Linked DNA regions of Anas platyrhynchos: region 2 is linked to region 1. A link is a contact called in public Hi-C data. All regions are on one chromosome and are shown on one strand. The core of a region is the stretch at or near the end of the contact, and the rest is flanking DNA. Distances in the headings are between cores, read along the strand shown.

Region 1 (2,998 bases), core at 332-2,831:
ACTTGAAAGATTCCTGCCACAGACGTTTTGATTGCTGCATGCATCTCCTGGGTTTGACATTCACAGGCACCAAAGGGTATTTTCCGCTGGCTGGCCGGGGCTGGGAGCCCTCGGGGATGCCTGGCTTTCCACCGGCGTGTGGTGTCCAGGTGGCATCTCCTGCTCTGCACGTGTGTGTAGAATGAACACCCCTTTCCGTGCGGTTTCTTAATGGCAAATTTCTCCACCCTGTGCATGGCATTAAGTCGTGGACAGAGCAAATAAAGGCTTCAGTTCAGAAAGACAACCTGGGGCGAGGAGATTTGTGCACGAGGTCGAGCTCTGGTGGCATGTGGGAGGTTTTTTTGACCTGGGGCGCTCTCTGGGGAGAGGATGGGGAGAGGGGGGCCCAGCAGATGGTGAGGGAGGAACATCCTCGGCCACCCGCAAGCCTCCAGGAGCGAGCAGATGGTGTGTGGGGAGGCCCCCAGGGGTCTCGGGAGGGGAGGCAGTGGGGGGTCCTGGGTCACACAGAAGGGGAGAGCAGAGGGGAAACTGCCTGGGGAGGTCAGGCAGGGAAGGGAAGGCTGTGAGGATGGGGACTGAGTGATTTCCCTCATGCTGTGGGGATTTTAACCCACTTCGCTGTGAGCCCTGACATTCCCAAATGAATGCCATGCTGCTCCTGGTGGTTTGATGCTCTGGCTTCTCACAGAGTTGCTTGCCATCACTGCCTCTCTGCTCCTGCCCACAAGGTGAGCAATGATTTCTCACCCAAGCCCCCACACTGCCCCGGGCTTGGGTTTGGCCGCTTTGAAGTGCTGCACGCAGCAGAGCCTCGCCAGCCACCCCGTTATTTGAGATCCCGTCTCAAAGGGTCACCTTCCGTGCTTGATGCTGAAGGCAGTGGAAAACAAACACTCATTAATTACGCTGCAAGGTCTAGGGAAAGGCCTGACATTTGCTGAGGTGCCACCTGTGCTTCCCCAGTTTACCAAGCAGCTTTGCCAAGGGTGTGTGACGGTGCAGGGAGGGCATGACAGTGAAAAAGCAGGTAGGGCTGAGGATTTGGGACATGCCGGCTTCTGTTGCATAGCAAATGTGCACAGTGAGAATAAATCCCCCAAACCATGACACACAGTTGCTTGCCGGCTGCCAAATTTTATAGTAAATTGGGTTTTATTCCATTGCCTATGCCCTCCCAGGAGAAGTCTGATGATGCTGGACACTCATGCACTGACCAACGCTGTCCAGAAAAACCCTCACCCGTCTTCGGGGCTGTCCAGCACCCAGCTGGGGAGCGGTGTCTGACCCACGGGTGGGGACAGGGACACACGAGGGAGTGCAGCAAATGCTAACCTGGCTAATTTCCCCGTGGAAATAGCTGGCACATCGCTGAAGCTTGCTCAGCCTGATTTTAAGGAACCTCTTAAATGTTTGCCTTCACCCCAGCACATCCACGGCTGTGGGGGCAGCAGGAGGCTGCAGAGGCACTTGCTGAGGCCTCTCGCTCTGCACCAAGGGGCTGTGCTGGCAGCCTCCCCCAGCGCCCTGGGGACAGACGGGGCTGGAAGGGCACACAGCTGGTGCCATCTAGTGGCTTTCGGAGCCACCTGGTTCATAAAAGCCGCTGGAGGCCCTGGGAGCTGAGGGAAGCCGAGAGGAGGCCACGGGGTGCAGCGAGGCCGAGCTGTTTTGGGGGGCATTGCTCCCCTCTGGTAGCCGTCGGGGCTTTAGGATGGGGTTTCACACTCGGCTTCACCCGGTCTAGGGCCGTATCGGCACCAAAAGACACATTCCTGCCTCCATCCCTGTGTCTTCCTACCTCCTCCCATCACCTCGTGCTGGGTGTTGTGAAGGGCTATTGGTTTGTGAGCATTTAAAATAAAGGGAGGGTGGTTGAATCAGCTGCTGGGACAACCCTTGTGGCTCAGGGCTGGCTGAAGGATTTGCAAGGGGGCAGAGCAGCAAGGAGGTCCTGGAGCAGTTTGTTATAGCACAGAGACTCGCAGGGGTTTGTAAAAAATGTAAAGCAAATCTTGGCCAACAAATGAGTATTTTTTTTTTTTCTTTTGCTGGGTTACATCCACTGATCTTTTGTTTCTCCTAACAAGATGGGCTTGTGCTGTGCCAAATGATGTCATTTTCTTCCCCAGCGGCCTGCCCAGTGTTGAGAAAGATCCGAACCTCCATTTCCAGCTGCTGGAAGGGAAGCTCAGCACGGGGCGGTGATGGTGGTGGTGCTTCTCTTTCCTGTGTGCAAAAATGGTGTTCAGAAAACCCCCAAGTCTCCGCAGCTCAAAACCCCCCTCACCACCCGGAGGGCTGGAGGAGGAGGTGGATTTGTCTGGGTGCTGGCAGGAGCAGGGATGTTTGATGCTGGGGTGTGCAGATGCAGCCATGCAGCCCGTGGCCCATTTTGCTCACCAGATCTAATCCAGCACATCCCAAATGTGGGACAAAAAGCTGGGCCAGCCAGCTACACCTCCAGGCAAGGCGGTTTCAGGGCTACCAAGCTGTTTTAGGGCTGGTCTGTCCGTGCAGCCCACGGTCCTGGAGGCAGCCCCCGCGGCTCCGAGGCCACGCGTGTTTCGTGGCGCTTTTTGCGGGATGTCCCCCGGGTTGGGGCCACCTGCCGGGGTGTCGCTCCCGAAAACGGGTGCTCTGCTGTCCCCCGGTGTCGCGGCGAGGCTGGGAGCAGCCGCTAGGTGGGGGTAGGACCTGCGGGAACCCGCGGAGCCCGGCGGGCTGGGGCTGCTCCCTGCCTGCCCCTAAATGCCCCGTGTAAGGCACTTAGGGCTGCTCCCTTCCAGCAGAGAAACCCTCATCCCGCTGCCAACCAGCATCTGTGGTTCTTGACCCGGTCCCACGCTCTCCCAGCTTAAAATCACAGCCCAGAAAGGGGGAAAATTCTCTTTTTGTGCACCCGCAGGACTGATGCCCACGTGTCCAGAGAGGGAATTAGGGTGGTGCTCGCTGCTGGTGCTTCAGCCCCGGGGGGGCCAAGGGGAGAAGTGCC
Region 2 (2,998 bases), core at 331-2,830, 56 kb after region 1:
ATTTTGGAGAGATCCTAGCAGCATTTGCTGCACAATGAGGTCCAGCTGGACAGACAAGGAAAGGGCAAAGGCCCTCAGCTTCTGCACATACTCCTTATGTAGGGGGAATAGTGGGGCTTTGATCCTCTTACCTGTGTTTTTGTTCTCAATTTATTTAGAAACATGTTTCTGAAGTTCTTTGTCAGAGAAGCCAAAATCTTTTGCAGTTCCTCAGTGTTGACTTTAAACACTGTTTCCAAGCCTGACCTAAAGAGAATGAGAAACACCAGGGCTTCAGTGTTAGAGTATAACCCATTCCATTGCCTTAAGCCTTTTAATCAGATCAGCATCTTTGGCATTTTTTGTGACTTTCGTAACTCCTGCACTTCCTCTTGGAAACACTTAATGGGTCAGAATAATGTATCTTTTTGCACAATCTGAAAATTAATCACAAATGGGTAACTGTACTTGAAAATCACCTATTTCCTCATCAGATGAAAGTCGTTCAAACATGCTGAGCAATGGCTCGGGCCTTTTCCCTTTCACTTGAGTAACACTTCTGATAAATGATCTCCAGCTACCTGAGCAAGCACCAAGGGTCCTGGTGGCAGAGCGGCCGAGCTCCCCGTGGGGGCCAGGCTGACTCAGCCCATCTCACCCCATGCCGTGACTGCCAGCAGGGGCTGGGACGGGGAATTACGGGGGTCGAAACCTGCGGAGGTTTTGAGGGAAAGCGTGTCGTTCTGGGAGGTTTCACGGAGTCTAATGAGGAAGAAGGCACAAGTGCTGAGAGGTAAATGAGATCTGCAATGATATGTGTTGGCTCTAGGTTCACGGTGAGGCCCTGCCTTTCTCATCACTTCACATCGTTGCCCTGCTGTAACACGGTTCCATGGGAACTGAGGCGGCCCTGACAAACTGCTCATCATCCTCTGCATTGGGTCATGAGTTTGCATGGAAAACCAGCCAAACTGAGGGGATGGGAGCCCCCATCTCTGAGGACCCAGAGGCTGAGCATTTGTGCCCCGGTTCCTGCTGTGCTGGGGCACACACGGCCCAGGCTGCACCTTGTGTTTCCTGGGGTCCTTCCCGGTGCCACTTCCACTAATGCTTTTCCATGAAGCTTTGGGTTTTGAGAAACAGATATAGAAGAGCTTTATCGGGAAACCCCTACCCTGTATCACCTTTCCTGAGGAAAAGGAAAAGCTGATGATGAGAGAGCATTTCACCAGGAAGCACCGCGCAGACGAGGGATGTTCAGACACTCAGATCTGTTCCCACCCTGCAGAGAAATGGCCTGGCCCTCTCCCAGCTGAAAAGCTGACTACAATAAAACTTAACAGTAAGGGCAGTGCTGGAGGCTGGGCGCCGCCTGGAGCCGTCCGGCCGTACTGCGGGCTGCAGGGGGGCTCCTCCAGCCTCAGGGTGCCTGGCTGGGCTAGGCTGCTAAACTCAAGAATAAAAAAAAATCTAACCAAATCTCCCCCCCGCCATCCTCCTCTGAAGATAAAATGCCGAAATTGAGCCGAACAGGCAAGCATCGGGAATCCCTGCTCTGCCTCCATGCCCGAAGGAGCTGTGCCTGCATCTCTTAGGGAACATCCCCCCCGTGAGGTGAAGCAAGGGCGAGAGGCGCTGCACCCCGTGCTGATGGGGCCGGACAGCCAGGCCATAAAGATGTGACACCCAGAGGCACCCCGGCTGCGGGAAGGCTGACACAGGGGCTCTGCCCTGCTCTTAGCCAAGATGTGGGCACGTCCCCCTGGTCCGTCTGCATCCCTGCTGTAGCTCCAGCTCATCCCTGCAGTACCCCAAGGACACCTTTTTCTGCTGACCCCATCCCCTTGGGGGGCACCGCTTGGTCCTTCTTCACCCTATGATGCCCTGGCTACATGACGGGGGGACGGAGGACTTACACCAGGTGGTGGAAGCTGTTGGTGTAGGCAGCGAAGTAGGGCACGAACACGGGGCTGTCGCGGGCTGCGTGCCACTCCATGAACTCCTCCCCGAACCTGCAGGAGACACACAAGGGATGTTATCCTCGGGGAACGGGGCTGAGCCAGGCGAGGAGTGCGTGTGCTGGGTGTGCACGGGCTGTCAGCACACGCTCCTTGCTGGCCCCGTCTCTCTCCTCTGCGTATGTGGACATTTTTTGTTCGGTTGTCTTAACATGCGAGTGCAGGAGAGGGGAATACATAGCAGATAATTACTGGTTTGGGGTATGCTTGCCTGAATGTGTAAGCAGTGCAGATTTGGAGCGATTCCAAGGATCTCTGCACATGAGAGCTCCTGGGTGAAATTCCTGACTTTTCTTCGCTCTGAGGGGATCTCTACAGCTGGGATATGCAGGTCGATCTGCCTCATCCTTTCTCTGTCCTTTGGGACTGTGTAAATTGTGCCCTCCTGGGCATCTTTTCCAACAGGAGCTGAACATGAACGAGGCAGCACGCCTGCATTGCCCCCCTTTAATCTCAGCACGCTGTGCTGGGGATCTGCTTTCTGCATCCCACAGCTGTTAGGGCTTTGGCAGCTGGTCCACAGCCAGGTGCCCACAGCGTGCAGGGGGCTGGGGCAGGATTAGTGCGGGCTCACCACGGCTCTGTTTCTTTGGCAGTCCAATGCAACCTGCTCGGAGAAGCCTCAGCACTTGCTGCTTGCATTTGTTTAAGGAAAAGCTTCGGTTTTAGTGACCCTTTCATCTGGGAGCCTTTGCTGCCCCAGCTTGCACTTTACATCAATTTTGTTAAAAAGAAAAAAAAAAAAAGAAAAGAAAAGGAAAGGAACGTCAGTAAGTGCTGCGTTTCTTCTAAAAAAGCAGGCAGACTTCAAAGCCAAACAGCTGGTTTGAACTGCCCTGCTCACTCAAGGTACCAGAGACAAGTTGCGATGGCTGGGCGATGGGGGTTTAAAAGGGGAAGCCTTGCCTTTAGCATATTTTGAAAACTTGCCATGCCCCAGGTTCACGATTGAAGCAGGCAGTGCTCGGTCTCCCCCACACGCACTCCGGCAAAGCGTCTAT

What was found. Hi-C and Micro-C count contacts between places; a contact is called where the count stands out from the background.
Region 2: a contact with region 1 is called in a Hi-C map of subcutaneous adipose tissue, with 4 times the contacts expected there. The contact joins two enhancer-like sites. A contact is called at or near these places in 5 of 8 Hi-C or Micro-C datasets (F1 follicle, liver, skeletal muscle and 1 more).

The regions. Positions count from the first base shown.
Region 1 is chr5:10,848,145-10,851,142 of IASCAAS_PekinDuck_T2T, forward strand. No RefSeq gene overlaps it. Among named protein-coding and RNA genes, the nearest start is that of EIF5, 54 kb to the left of the region's middle. Within about 2 kb of position 1,582, at least 3 of the 8 cell types and tissues checked have an H3K27ac peak or open chromatin away from gene starts, as enhancers often do. A contact at or near this core is called in subcutaneous adipose tissue, where this site is marked.
Region 2 is chr5:10,904,116-10,907,113 of IASCAAS_PekinDuck_T2T, forward strand. EXOC3L4 (exocyst complex component 3 like 4) reads right to left here. Exons shown (of 12, transcript XM_038179851.2): 7 at 1,896-1,991; 8 at 132-246. Among named protein-coding and RNA genes, the nearest start is that of EXOC3L4, 13 kb to the right of the region's middle. Within about 2 kb of position 1,581, at least 4 of the 8 cell types and tissues checked have an H3K27ac peak or open chromatin away from gene starts, as enhancers often do. A contact at or near this core is called in subcutaneous adipose tissue, where this site is marked.